Regions from separate parts of the Sus scrofa genome. Here regions 2 and 3 are each linked to region 1. Evidence: chromatin contacts called from public HiChIP or PLAC-seq and promoter capture Hi-C data. All regions are on one chromosome and are shown on one strand. Each heading gives the region's core, a stretch centred on a gene start, on an enhancer-like site or on the middle of the called end of the contact. The rest is flanking DNA. Distances are from core to core; before and after follow the strand shown. Region 1 holds the start of LOC102161654 (signal-regulatory protein beta-1). Region 2 holds the start of NSFL1C (NSFL1 cofactor). Region 3 holds the start of SDCBP2 (syndecan binding protein 2).

Region 1 (4,155 bases), core at 1,378-3,877:
GGGCCTTTGCACATGCTGATCCCTATAAGAAAGGCTCTTCCCCCAGGTGACCACATGGCTCACTCCAGCACCTTCTTTCAGTCTTTGCTCACATGTCCCCTTCTCAAGGATGCCCACCCAGGACTGTCATGTTTAAAACATATCCTGCCCTACAGATTCTCCCAATGATATTATCCGCTACTCTTTTTGAAAAACACCTATCGCTTTCTAACTGGTTATACCATTTACTTAACTATTGTTTATTGTTATTTCCTCTACTAAGAATAATCATGAAGGCACCTGCTTTGTCTCTTTAACACACCACTGCATCCCAAGTTCCTGTAACATTTCCTGGCACATAGTAGGTATCCAAAAATATATGTATGATGTATGAATTGTCAAGTGTGATTATCTCTCTGAGGTGCTGAATTTTAACTGGGTAATCTCTGTGGAAATTACGTCAGAAACTGAGTTTCCCATGTAGATTATTTGGTAAAAAACAAAAGCGATTTGCCTGTATGAAGGAAGCAGAAGAGCCCAGCAGAAGAAAACCACAAACCCTCTTCTCCACACTCTCACCCTTCTCCACATGTATTGGCAGAAGCTGCAGAAACCTCATGAATTGGAAGCAGGGGCACAGTATTGAGAACAATGGTTAAATCTATGAGCTCTAGTTGCTTGGGTTCAAATCATACCTCTCCCATTTACCACTGAATGACCTTGAACCTCTCCTTGCTCAGTTTTCTTATCTGTAAGGCAGGGGTGACAAGAGCATCTAGCTTAGATATAAGGATCACATGAGTTAACAACCAAAAGGCACTTCCAGCAATGTCAGGCACATGGTGAGTGCTCAAGAAAATGAAAAGTTATTACTCACTTGATCTCCTAAGACCTGGAATATTCAACTAGCATGAGATAAAGACAGATATATAGATATGGATATAATCACAGATATAGAAAATATGAATATAATATAGATATAAGTAATATAGGCAAGAATCCCCTTCTTTCTTCCTCACCCCTACTGAGCAAGGAAGAGGGGATGCTGAGATAGCAATGCACAAAATTCTATTCATTTACCAAAAGAGAAGTTTCCTTGTCTTAACAGCTTGGGGAAGAGAAAGAGGTAGATTTATAGAGAAGCAAACAAGGAGAGATGTTGCTAAAAGACAACAAATACTAAATATCTGTTCATGTTTTTTAATGTAACTAAAAATGATTTGAGAGCAACAATAAGGAAGTCTTTTTGAAATCCCATGTGTCTGGGAACATTTCCTCACACCCATTCATAAACACAGACACAGACACACACAGACACACAGGCACACACACACACACACACACACACACACACACACACAAATGTAGGCATCCACAACCATGAATTAAAGTGTAGCTTAGCATGCTAGCCTACAGGTTGTTTTGAAGATTAAATGAAATTACAACACACATTAAAAGTAGTAAACAATTTTGGAGTTCCCATCATGGCTCAGTAAAAACGAATCTGACTGGCATCCATGAGGACGCAGGTTCAATCCCTGGCCTTGCTCAGTGGGTTGGGGATCCGGCATTGCCATGAGCTGTGGTGTAGGTCACAGACACACCTCAGATCTGGCAGTGCTGTGGCTGTGGCATAGGCCAGCAGCTACAGCTCCAATTCGACACCAAGCCTGGGAACCTCCCTGTGCTGCAGGTGCAGCCCTAAAAAGAGGAAAAAAATAAATAAAAGTTAAGAAAAATTTAGCACTGGGAACTATGTCTAGTCACTTATGACAGAACATGATAATGTGAGAAAATGCTATGTGTACATGTATGTGTAACTGGGCCACCATGCTGTACAGTAGGAAAAAAATTGGGGAAATGATTTAAAAAATAAAATAAATTTTAAAAAAGATCTGCTATAAAAAATTAAAAAATAAAGTAGTAAACAATTTAGCACATAGGAAACAACCAACACATTGCTAACAAAAGTTTGGAAGTACACGTAGCAAGATTTAAGCTCTGATGACCTTTGAGTGGCAGGATGGGTAATGACAAATATACTATTTGCTTTTCCTGTTCTTTTCTGCCATTAGCCTCCTCTGAGAAGCTGAGCTGCATAATGTGCTTAAAAGAATCAACTCTGAAGCTGAACAGCCTGGACTCAAATCCTGTTCTCCACTGCCTTAGGTAAGTGACATTGGGCAAGTTATTCTCTTTGCCTCAGTTTCCCCATTTTCAGTTTAGGAGTAATAGTCAATTATCACACTGGGATAATTAAGGCACATAATCTTGTTATTGTCAGTTTTGAAGTATCATCTGTTTTGATGAGTCTTGTAACCAGTTGCAGAAAATGGATCCAGAAAAGGAAATGCTCAGATCCATGATTTCATGCTCTGGATAATGCCCAGTCCTTGACTTGTTCTGACTGCCCTGAAGGGCACACCCAAGTTTACATGGAAACTCTAGAAGTGCAGGGGTAGGGGGAGATGCAGGGGGCAGGGAGAGGGGATCTACCCCAAGGAATGCTCACCTGTGAGTCCCAGCATTAGAATCAGCAGCAGGCAAGGAGGAGGGATGGGCATTGTGGAGACCTGAGGAGCCTGGTCTGTCCAAATGTGTGTCCTGGTGAGAACTGGACTTCTGTGCTCTGTGGAGAGGAGAGAAGCCCCACTTCCTGTGATATAAGAGGAAGTGCCTATGATTGGATGAAATGGCCATGAGATAGTAACTTACTTCTGGATTCTAGATAGTTCCTACTCCTAAATGGAGAAGCAGGGGGGGGGGGGGGGGGGGGGGGGGGGGGGGGGGGGGGGGGGGGGGGGGGGATTGGGCTGGGGGGTAGGCTAGTACTAAGCTCCGATGGAAGCGAATCATATGCGGAGCGCCAAGAAATAGCAAAAAAAAAAAAAAAAAAAAAAAAAAAAAAAAATCAAGAAGAGAATGTGGCTACGAATTGTAAGTTGATAAGTTACTTACCTTATGTTTCCACAGAGATTGAACAAGCTTAGCAGAAATGTCTTCCTCCACACTTGGGGCCTCTGTTGTCTCCACTGGGCTCCTCAACCCCTTCATGGTGAGTCCCCATTTGGAGCTCTAAGCCTAGAAGGACTTGTAGTTGTAGGTTGTGTACATAGTCCCAAGCCCAGGACCCTAGGATGGGGCTGGCTGGTGGTCAGTCTCATTCTGCACCTGCCCCGACAAATATTTACTCAACTGGAAAAAGGAAGAGGGTGCCAGGCCCTTTTCAGCATTGGGATGGATTGAGATCTTCTCCTGAAATGACTCCCTATTCCAACCCTTTATTGATGTAACTGTTAAAATTTAGCTCAAATGCACAGTGCAATGTGAACCTCAGAACTTGTATGGCCTATGTCCAAAAATGAATCATTTACTACTTCCTTTAGGAGAGAAGTGGGTTATATGACTCAGAAATTATACTCCCAGGTTTTTATCTCAGAGAAATGAAAAATACGTCCAAAAAAAAACCCTGTGCACAAATTTATAGCAGATTTCTTTGTAAAGCAAAAAACTGGAAAAAATTAAAATGTCTAATTATAAGTGAACAATTTAACAAATTATAGTACATCTGTACCACTAAATGCTGCTCAGTAATCCAAAGGAATGAGTTATATATGTATGTGACAACTAAAAATTCCTTTAAGGCATTATGTTGAGTGAACAAAGCCAATCTCAAATGTCAATTCCACTTATACAACATTCTCAAAATTATAGATATATAGAAAACAGAATGGGATTTGCCAGAGGTTTGGTTTAGTGGGGATGTACATCATTTTAAAGGGCTAGCACATGGAAAACTTTGTGGTCATGAAATGGTTTGCACCCTCATCATGGTGGTGGTTACACAAATATACACATGAGACGATCAATACAAGTTAAAACAGATTGCTATAAACTCAGCTTTCTCATAGTCATAATAACAGAGACATTGTCTATTAAGTTATCTAAAACTATAATTATATAGTGTTATGAGGGTATAAGATATTCATGTGTGACCTGAGATCAGGAGTAACAAAATATTACATCCCCATCTTCCACAGTGGGATGTCATTAAATAATGTCTAAGAATAATAAATCAAGCAGTAGCAATATAAGCATGCTATATGGCATATAATAGTAAAACTTAAAATAATCAGTTAAAAGAGTTGAAAGTTGTTTCTTCTGGGATGTGTAAAA
Region 2 (4,204 bases), core at 981-3,480, 130 kb before region 1:
TTAGGAAATGTGATCTTGGAAAAGCAGTGTATATTTACTGAGCACTTACTTACATGCCATGCTGTTCTGAGTACAACTGTACCTGTGTTAACTCATTTCCGAAAGAACGCTATGTAGTTAGTGCTATTGTCTCATTTTATAGCTGATAGAGAAGCCCTGCAAAGTTAAGAAAATTGCGCAAGCCTACACAGCTAGTAAGGAGTAGAGCCAGGCTTGATCTCAGGCAGTCTGCTCAGGCTCTTACTCTCAGCTCTTAGGTGACAGCCAGGAGTTGGGAACTGTGAGGTCAGTCCAGACTGCTACTTTTACTTTCTCTCTGAAGCTGTTCGTAATCTGTGCAATGCGGACACTCGTTCCACCAACCCTGCAAAACATTTATTCACACTCATGTCTCAGCTCTATACATACAGAAGGAATATGGGTTTCTTTTGGCCATTTGTGATTGGATGTTTCTCTCACGGACTCAACGCATAGATATTTACTAATCACTTACTTGGCACACCAAAAAAAAAAAAAAAAAAAAAAAAAAAAAGACAGCAATGAGGTTTACAAGAATGAAAAAGAAATGGCTCCAGTACTTGAGGTCACCAACTCATAGAAGCCAGTGAGCTGCTGTGGGACATAACCAGCTTGCCAGGAGCAGCGTTCCTTCATGGGACACAACCAGCCTGCTGGAAGCAGTATGCCTTGGCAGGACACAGCAGGCCTGTGAGGAGGCAGTGAGCTGTGGTGGAACGCCCACTGACTCGGCATTGAGGGCAGGGCCAGGACAGTCATGCCACATGCATGAGCCGGCTTCACCACCTATAGCATCAGGAGATGGGGCTGACGAGTTGCCAACTGTAACCCTGTGAGCTTTTAGGTCTTTCAGGCAAAAGCTAGGTTTTGTATTTCTGCCCAGCGCAGGGGTTTCACATGTGTGAAGCGTAATGCTTTACCTGACTCTCACTGTGGGGAAGCATATAAATGGTGAGGTCAGCAGACCCAGATCAAATCCTAACTCCTGGCTGTGTGACCTTGGGCTGATCACCTGCCCTCTGAGCTTCCGATTCCTCATCTGTACAACTGAGGTAGACTTCTTTAATTCACACAGTGTTGCTAGGATTAAATGAATCATACATAAAGTGTCTGACACATGGTGATTGACAGCTTGGGCTCTGTTATTAGACAAAACTGAGTTCTAATGCCATCTTTTCCACTTAGGAGCTAGTGAGGCATTGAGCAAGTTACTTGACCTCCCTAAACCTCAGCTTCAAAATGCAAAGGTTAAACGACTTAAGACACAAAAAGCAGTTAGAACAGCACTTGGCTTCTGGTGAGCAGTCAATAAACATTAATCATCATCATCTACCTAAGATGTACACTGGCCAAGGATATGTATGCAATTTCTTCTACCATTAATTACTGAGTCAGATGTTGTTCTAGGCACAAGGGATTCAACAGTTTACAAAATTCCCTGCCTCGCTTGGCTCATCTTCCTGTCTTCTTAACTAATTACCAAACATTTAATGGACACTTGATACGTGCCAATGAATTAGACGATAAGCTCCACTGAGACTCCCACTTTACAGATGAGTAACTTAGAATAGGCTCCAATCTTGCGCCACCACCCAGTTTCTCCCAGCATTTAGGTAGGAGGAGGGGTGGGTCAAGTCCCAGGCACAGCTTCTCCCTCCTCCTGCGGCTGGGGCCGCAGAGATGGAAACGAAGGAGCACCTCGTCCCCAGCGCCACCCGGGAGCTGGTCGGTCCAGGCCGCCCGGCCTGCAGCCGACACACGGCGCGGCAGCCACGCCCCCAGGCTCCCCTCTCCACGCGGGATGCGGCAGTGCCCCAACTCTCGCTAACCCGACAGCCAGGAAGAAGGGGAAACTGAGGCCCAACAGAGAAGGTCGGGCCCGGGGCTGGCCCGCATTTTACCACACCCAGGCGGAGCTTGCGACGCGTGGCAGCGGCCCCAGGACCCTGAGGCCTGGGCCCGGCGGGATGACTGTGCGCTTCGGCCACCTCGGGCTTGAGGCTCCAAGCGCCCACGCCCCATAGCCCCTAGCCTGCCGGACACGGCCCGCCTCGCGGCTCTACCTGCAGGTCCCAGCCGGCCGACTCGAGGAAGAAGCGGGCTCGGTCCTCCTCCGCGCCCGTCACCGCCACGAACTCCCTCAGCGCGTCCTGTCGCTCCGCCGCCATCTTCGCCCCGTGCGCCGCCCAAAGCGCTCCGGGCGGCGCCGCACAGCCTCAGCCCCGCCACCGCGTTCCGCCCGCCAGCAGACCCAGCCCAGCCGAACAGCACCCCGCCCACAGGCCCCGCCCCACGCGGTGCCTCACGCAAAGTCTTCCGTCCGGGAACCGTCAACGCTCCGCGCCCTCTGGCGGCCACAGCGCTAACCCGAAGTCTAATGGCGTGGGGTGGTGGGAGATGAGGGGAGTATGAGAAGCAGGGCGAGTCTTCCACCAGTGCCTGTGGCATGAAGGCTCCCGGAAGGAGTCGGTTTCACAATTACACACTGAGTTGGTTTATCATGTCATTAATTTACTCATTCGTTCATTCATTTACTTGTTCAAATATTTACTGAGTGTTGTCAAGGGGCTCCTGCTCTTCCAGGGCTGAGGATCAATGGCTTGCAAAATAAAATACCTGCCCTTCTTGTTGCCCATGTTTGACAGCCTTGAAGGAGTCACTCTTGTCTCCTGACCCTTCTTTGGCTCCCCATCTAAATGTGCATAAAAGACAAAGTCTCACGGCCTTCAAGACCCCAGGGAGATGTGCCAGCCCTCCCTCTTATCTTCTCCTAAGCTTTTTTTTTTTTTTTAAATGCGAACCTAAAAGTTGAGAGTTGAGTTTTATGTGTGGCAAAATGAAGATACAGACTGGGAGGCACCATTTCAGATAGCTCCGAAATACCGCTCCAAAGGGGCAGTGAGAAATGTCAGCATACATGTGATTTTGGTGAAGGGGAAGGTACATGGAAGCAAGCCATATTTTACAAATGTTTGCTGCTAGTCTCATGAAGATGACTGTTAGTCACGAGGTGCAGACATCACCACGGAGGATTTTAGTGCTTTTCTAGGCATGAGGAGATGCAAGAATTGAGCTCATAAAATCTCCTGAAAATGTCTACGTATCCGAAGACCTGTCCTGCCGGTTTCCCCAGAGCACAGAGTGCCTCACTCCTGATCTCTACCCTGAGCTCCTTTCGGGGGGTGTTGATTCAGTCCACGTAGAGGCAGATGGCAAGTGTCAAACTCCAGTTCACACGTCTCAACAGCTTCCTTGGCTCCAGGTACGTGGTCCTTGTTGCTGTTCCTCTGGTGCACCAGACACATATTGGCCTCGGAGCCTTGTTGCTTTTTGCCTGGAACACCCTTCCCTCATGGGTGGGCAAGGTGCTCACTTTCCTGAGTCTCTGCTCCAAGGGCACATCCTCAGACACAATCTTGCCTTAGAGTCCTCAGCTTCTTTGCCCTGTTGCCTTTTACCCCCTCCCGGGGTGCTCTTTTCTCCCTCTTCCCCCATCAGCTCCTGCTCATCCTTCCCGTCTCAGTTTAGGTGTTCCCTCCTCCCATGGCCTTTCTCATCCCCAGGCTCCATCAGACAGTCCCCCTTGCATGCCCTCTGACACCATGTCAAGCCTTCCCCAAGGGCCATGATCCCGGTGGCAGTATGGCTGAGGCTGTGTCCAGTGCAACGTGGCTTGAGAGCACAAGCTCTAGGAGTTACCATCGTGGCTCAGAGGTTAACAAACCCGACCAGTATCCATGAGGATGCATGTTCGATCCCTGGCCTTGCTCAGTGGGCAAAGGATCTGGCATTGCCTCGAGCTGTGGTGTAGGTCGCAGATGAGGCTCTGATCCCACATAGCTGTGGCTGTGCTGTAGGCCGGCAGCTACAGCTCCGATCAGACCCCTAGCTTGGGAACCTACATATGCTGCAGGCGCGGACCTAAAAAGACAAAAACAAACAAACAAAAAACACAAGCTCTGGACTTGGATAGCCTGGAGTTGAAGCCCAGCTATTACTGCCTGTGTGACTGGGCAGATGATGTCTCTAAGCTTCCGTGTCCTGATGGGTAAAGTGGAGCTCCTCCCAGTTCCTACCCCTGAGGGATGTGTGAGGATTCAGTGTGAACTGCTGAGAGCAAGGTTCGATGCTTGGTAAGGCCCCAGGAGATGTTAGCTGTCATTTTCTCTCCCATGACCTGCAGCCA
Region 3 (4,137 bases), core at 446-2,945, 230 kb before region 1:
GAAGGCCAAATTAGCCCAGAGAAATGGTGAGTCGGAAAGGAAGAGGCTGTTGCTAGGCCACCAGCATGTACTCCCCTCCTCTCAGGCTGTACTGCCTGCTGGAGGAAAGCTGTGGACTTCTTCAGTGGATGCAGATACACTCCCGAATCCTTGTCCAGGAGGGGCAGAGTGGGAGCAAGGACCTCAGAGGCAAGCAGGATGGGTTCAGACTGCTGCCTCTGATTTAGCAGAGCAAGCATGGACATGTCCTTTTGGCATGTCGTTTATCTGTAATATGCTTAACAATACTTGCATCGCAGTGTTATCGTAGAGATGAAAAGCTTCTTAAAAGAGATAAGACATATATGGGAAGCACTGGCACATAAAGGGTACGCAGTAGTCATTAGCTGTTGTTCATGCAGTACATTTACTGAGTGCCTAAGTCCCAGTACTGTTCTGGGTACCAGTAATTAGGCAGGGAACAAAAGAAAAATCTGCCCTTGAGTGTCACGTCCTAGCTGAATAAGTAAGTGCCTGTGCAGTGTTAGGTGGTAGGACGTGATGGGGAGAAAGATGAAGCAGGGCGGGGGCGGGTGGGGGAGGTAGACAGAGCCCGGAGGTCCCGAAGAGCCTCCCTGCTGGGTGGGGGAGATGGGGGTGGAAGATGCCTTTTGAGTGAAAGTTTCAATGGGGAGGGAGAAGCGTTGAGGCTGAGGGCACAGCCACGGCAGTGGCCCTGAGGTGGGAGTGCCTGTTGTGTTCAGGAAATATCTGAGCAGGGAGACCAAAGTCGGTTGTTGAGAGGGGAAGCATAGGACAGGCGACTGCAGGGGTGGTGAGAGGGGCTAGATCCAGCAGGGCCTGTGGGTCATGCTGAGGGCTTGGCATTTACTCCAGCGAAATGGGAGGCACTGGAGAATGTTGAGCAGCAGAGTGACGTCTAACTTTCATTTGGAGGATGGATTAGAGGGGCCCAGTGGGCAGGGAGCCCAGCTGAGAAGTGATGCGGGGAGAGCTGGTGGGAGTCTGGGCCAGCGCAGGGCCTGCCCGGCACACAGCAGCCCCATCTTAAGCACCATTTTCTGAGGCTCACTGTGTGGAGGGCACGTACGGGGCCCTTATATCCATTACCTCATTCAGTTCCCCCGACTGCGTGGGAGTCTCCACAGAGGAAACCAGCTCTCGGGTCAGGCCGCCGGCCCAGTTCCCCAGCAGGTTTTCCTGGCCGTGGCAGGGAGCTTGTGGATGGAAACAGCTTCAGGCAGAGAAGTAACAGAAACTGAGGCCTGCACTCGGCTCCTTGTGGAAAGTGCTCTTTGCCCTGCCAAGGGCCCATTTCAAGGAGCAAAGTGTGGGTCCCAGCCGCGAGCGCAGTCCCGGGCAGACTGAAGGAGCCTGGAGAGTCCTAGCCATGTCTGGGTGAAGATCACCCAACCGTCACACCTGGCCCGGGGCTGGGGTCAGAAGAGGAAACCCCAGTTCATGTTTCACTGCCAGAGAGAAGCACCCTGAGAGGAAAAGGCCTGAAAGTCCCCAAAGGGTTGGGACCAGGAGGGAAGAAGCCAGGAGAGAGCAGGTCACGCCGATCCCTTCCGGAGCTCTAGGGGCCCCGCACCCGGCTCTTACCTGCAGCCCAGGTGCTGCTGCTTGTCCTCCTCCAACCACTGCCAACGGAGTCTGTTCCTCTCCCTGGAAGGCGGTGGCCCTTGTTCCAGCTGGGTTCCTGCTCCCCGGTCAGCTGACTCATCCAGGACTGGGATGGGCCCAGGTGCGGCGTGGTGGCTGGGGCAACCTGCCTTAGGTCACCAGGTCCAGAGGAGGGCTGTGGCCTTAGTCTGGATGTGGAGGTGGGGATGGAAGCTCACACAGCTCCTCTTGAGAGGGGTGTGAACCAAGACTTCCTGGCTCGAGGTAACCGAACTTGGCTCAGACACGTAGTCCTGCTGAACATCAGGACAGATTGATGGGTCTTGAAAAGTGGCCGTACCTTGTGACCTACCATTTCCTTTTCTAGGAATTTGTCACAAGAAAATAAAACAAGTAGCCAGTGAGGTCTCGGGGGCCCATCACTGTGTTTCTTATAACAGGGAAATCTAGAAATCCCCAAATGTCCATTGCCAGGGTCTGGTTAAATAAGGCAGCCTCTGTGGAAGGTCATAAAGCTATCAGCGTTGTTGATAAGGAAGGAACCAGGAGGAAGTGTTCCGGCAAGATATGGAAAAGTCAATATTGTGATAATCAGCTTGTCTTTTGTTTTCATTTTTCCAAAAGTGAATAGATACTGCAAACTGTCTGGGAGGACAAAACTGAAAAGGCTGGAAATCCAGATGGTGGGGTGGGGTGGGGGTTGTTAGTTTGTACTTTTGTGTCTGTTTCAGGGTGGTGGGGTTTGGTTTTGTTAATCTTTACTTTGAACGTTCATGATTTTTGTAAGGAGGGGCCGCCAAATTAAGGTTAATTGTTTTTAGGAGTTCCCGTCGTGGCTCAGTGGTTAACAAATCCGACTAGGAACCATGAGGTTTCAGGTTCGATCCCTGGCCTTGCTCAGTGGGTTAAGGATCCAGCGTTGCCATGAGCTGTGGTGTGGGTCGCAAACGCAGCTTGGATCCCGAGTTGCTGTGGCTGTGGTGTAGGCGGGCAGCTACAGCTCTGATTCGATCCCTAGCCTGGGAACCTCCCTATGCCTCAGGTGCGGCCCGAGAAAAAGGCAAAAAGACAAAAAGAAAAAAGAAAAAAAAAAGATTAATTGTTTTTAGGAGGAATTTAGATGGGTTGTCTCCGGGAAGAAGTAAGGGGCTGAATGCTGTGGTGGGAGGGGCTTTTTTTCATAACATACTTTGGGGTGCCTTTTAAATTTTGAAAAAATTTAATGTATTTAACTATCCCCCAAAATCAATCAAACAGAAAAGGGGGAGGAATGTAGTTGCAGTCCCTGTGGGTTGGGTTGTACAGAGGTGCCTGGGGAGGGACTGGCCCTGGTGCTGGGCAGTCCCCTGAGGAATGACGCAGGGCAGCCGCCCAGGGCGGGGTGAGTGTTGGGGCTGCTCAGCAGGCCGGGTGGCCCATGTCACAGTCCCCGTGACGAGCCTGGGCAGAGACGCACCGGCCTTGGGCGCATGTTCAGCCCCAGAGAGGAGGCCCTGCCGGACTCAGAGGCTTCCAGCCGAGAGCCACACATGGGAGGGAGTCGGAGGGGGAACAAGAGCAGGAAAGGCAGTTACCAGCCAAGGAGCCCTCCCTGCCTGCAGAGCGCGGTGCTGTACAGTCACAGGCTTGGTGGCTCCCGCCATCCCGCAAGTAGGCAAGAGGCAAGGTCCCTTCTCTGAAGTCACACAGCTGCACATGGCTCCAAGGTCCTGTTTTCCGTCTGTGAGAAAAAGGCACCTAAAGCTGAGGCAAGGACACACCCGAGGCTGAGCCATCTGGGCCCGAAGCGCCGGGGAACCATGGGTGTGGACCCTCCTTAGGTGGGGTTCTCAAGGGCAAAGTAGAAAATAGAGACTGAACCAAGTGACACCCCACCCTCCACACACCTCAGTTCACCCAGTCGAGGTCTCAAGGGGCTTTTGGAGAAGATGGAGGAACCAGAAGGGTGAGGAACTTGCTTGTGGTCACCCAGCACGTCCGCATAGACTTGGGACTAGAACCCACGTCCTCTCACCCCCACCGAAATGCAGGGGCTCATTCCATTCCCTGGTGCTACAGCTGCCTCCACCTCTGACTTCTCCCCAGCCAGCCACCCAGAAGTCCTTTTTCTTGGCACGCCCTTGCTCAGAGTCTTCAGTGACATCCTGCTGAAGGGTCAGGGAGGGAGGGTCAGGGTCAGGACTAAGTTCGGGGGCCTGACAGTGAGCACTCCATGGTCCAGCCCCCTTATGACCATTTCGATTTTGTTCCCCCAACACGTCTACCCCAGCCAAGCCACATCCGCTCCACTCCCACCTCACACCATACCTTTGCCTGTGCTGCTGCTTCTGGGATGCCCTCCCCCTGCCCCCACTCGGCCTAGCCAGATCCACTGAGCGCCTCTTCCAGGAAGCCTCCTGATCCCCCACCCTACCCACGTGGCCAGATAAGACCGTCCTGTGGCTCTTTGATAGGAATCATCTTGTATTGTTCCCATGTCCTTAGGCTCCCAGTTAGACCCTAAGTTCCTTG

What was found. Promoter capture Hi-C pulls out the DNA fragments that hold promoters and counts their contacts. HiChIP or PLAC-seq counts read pairs in DNA pulled down with a chosen protein or histone mark.
Region 2: an H3K27ac HiChIP or PLAC-seq map of alveolar macrophages shows a contact between it and region 1. The contact joins the promoter of NSFL1C here to the promoter of LOC102161654 in region 1. A contact is called at or near these places in 1 of 5 promoter capture datasets (fetal liver), 1 of 47 Hi-C or Micro-C datasets (fetal liver) and 1 of 2 datasets of contacts at active chromatin or transcription factors (alveolar macrophages).
Region 3: a contact with region 1 is called in a promoter capture Hi-C map of liver, with 2.8 times the contacts expected there. The contact joins the promoter of SDCBP2 here to the promoter of LOC102161654 in region 1. A contact is called at or near these places in 1 of 5 promoter capture datasets (liver), 2 of 47 Hi-C or Micro-C datasets (fetal heart ventricle and liver) and 1 of 2 datasets of contacts at active chromatin or transcription factors (alveolar macrophages).

The regions. Positions count from the first base shown.
Region 1 is chr17:33,734,280-33,738,434 of Sscrofa11.1, reverse strand. LOC102161654 (signal-regulatory protein beta-1) reads right to left here and starts at 2,627. Exons shown (of 7, transcript XM_021077523.1): 1 at 2,492-2,627. The coding sequence starts at 2,543.
Region 2 is chr17:33,867,581-33,871,784 of Sscrofa11.1, reverse strand. NSFL1C (NSFL1 cofactor) reads right to left here and starts at 2,230. Exons shown (of 9, transcript NM_001244443.1): 1 at 2,082-2,230. The coding sequence starts at 2,186.
Region 3 is chr17:33,965,683-33,969,819 of Sscrofa11.1, reverse strand. It overlaps SDCBP2 (syndecan binding protein 2), which reads right to left and starts at 1,695. Exons shown (of 9, transcript NM_001244863.1): 1 at 1,606-1,695. It overlaps LOC106506644 (a long non-coding RNA gene), which reads left to right and starts at 2,788. Exons shown (of 2, transcript XR_001302077.2): 1 at 2,788-4,137.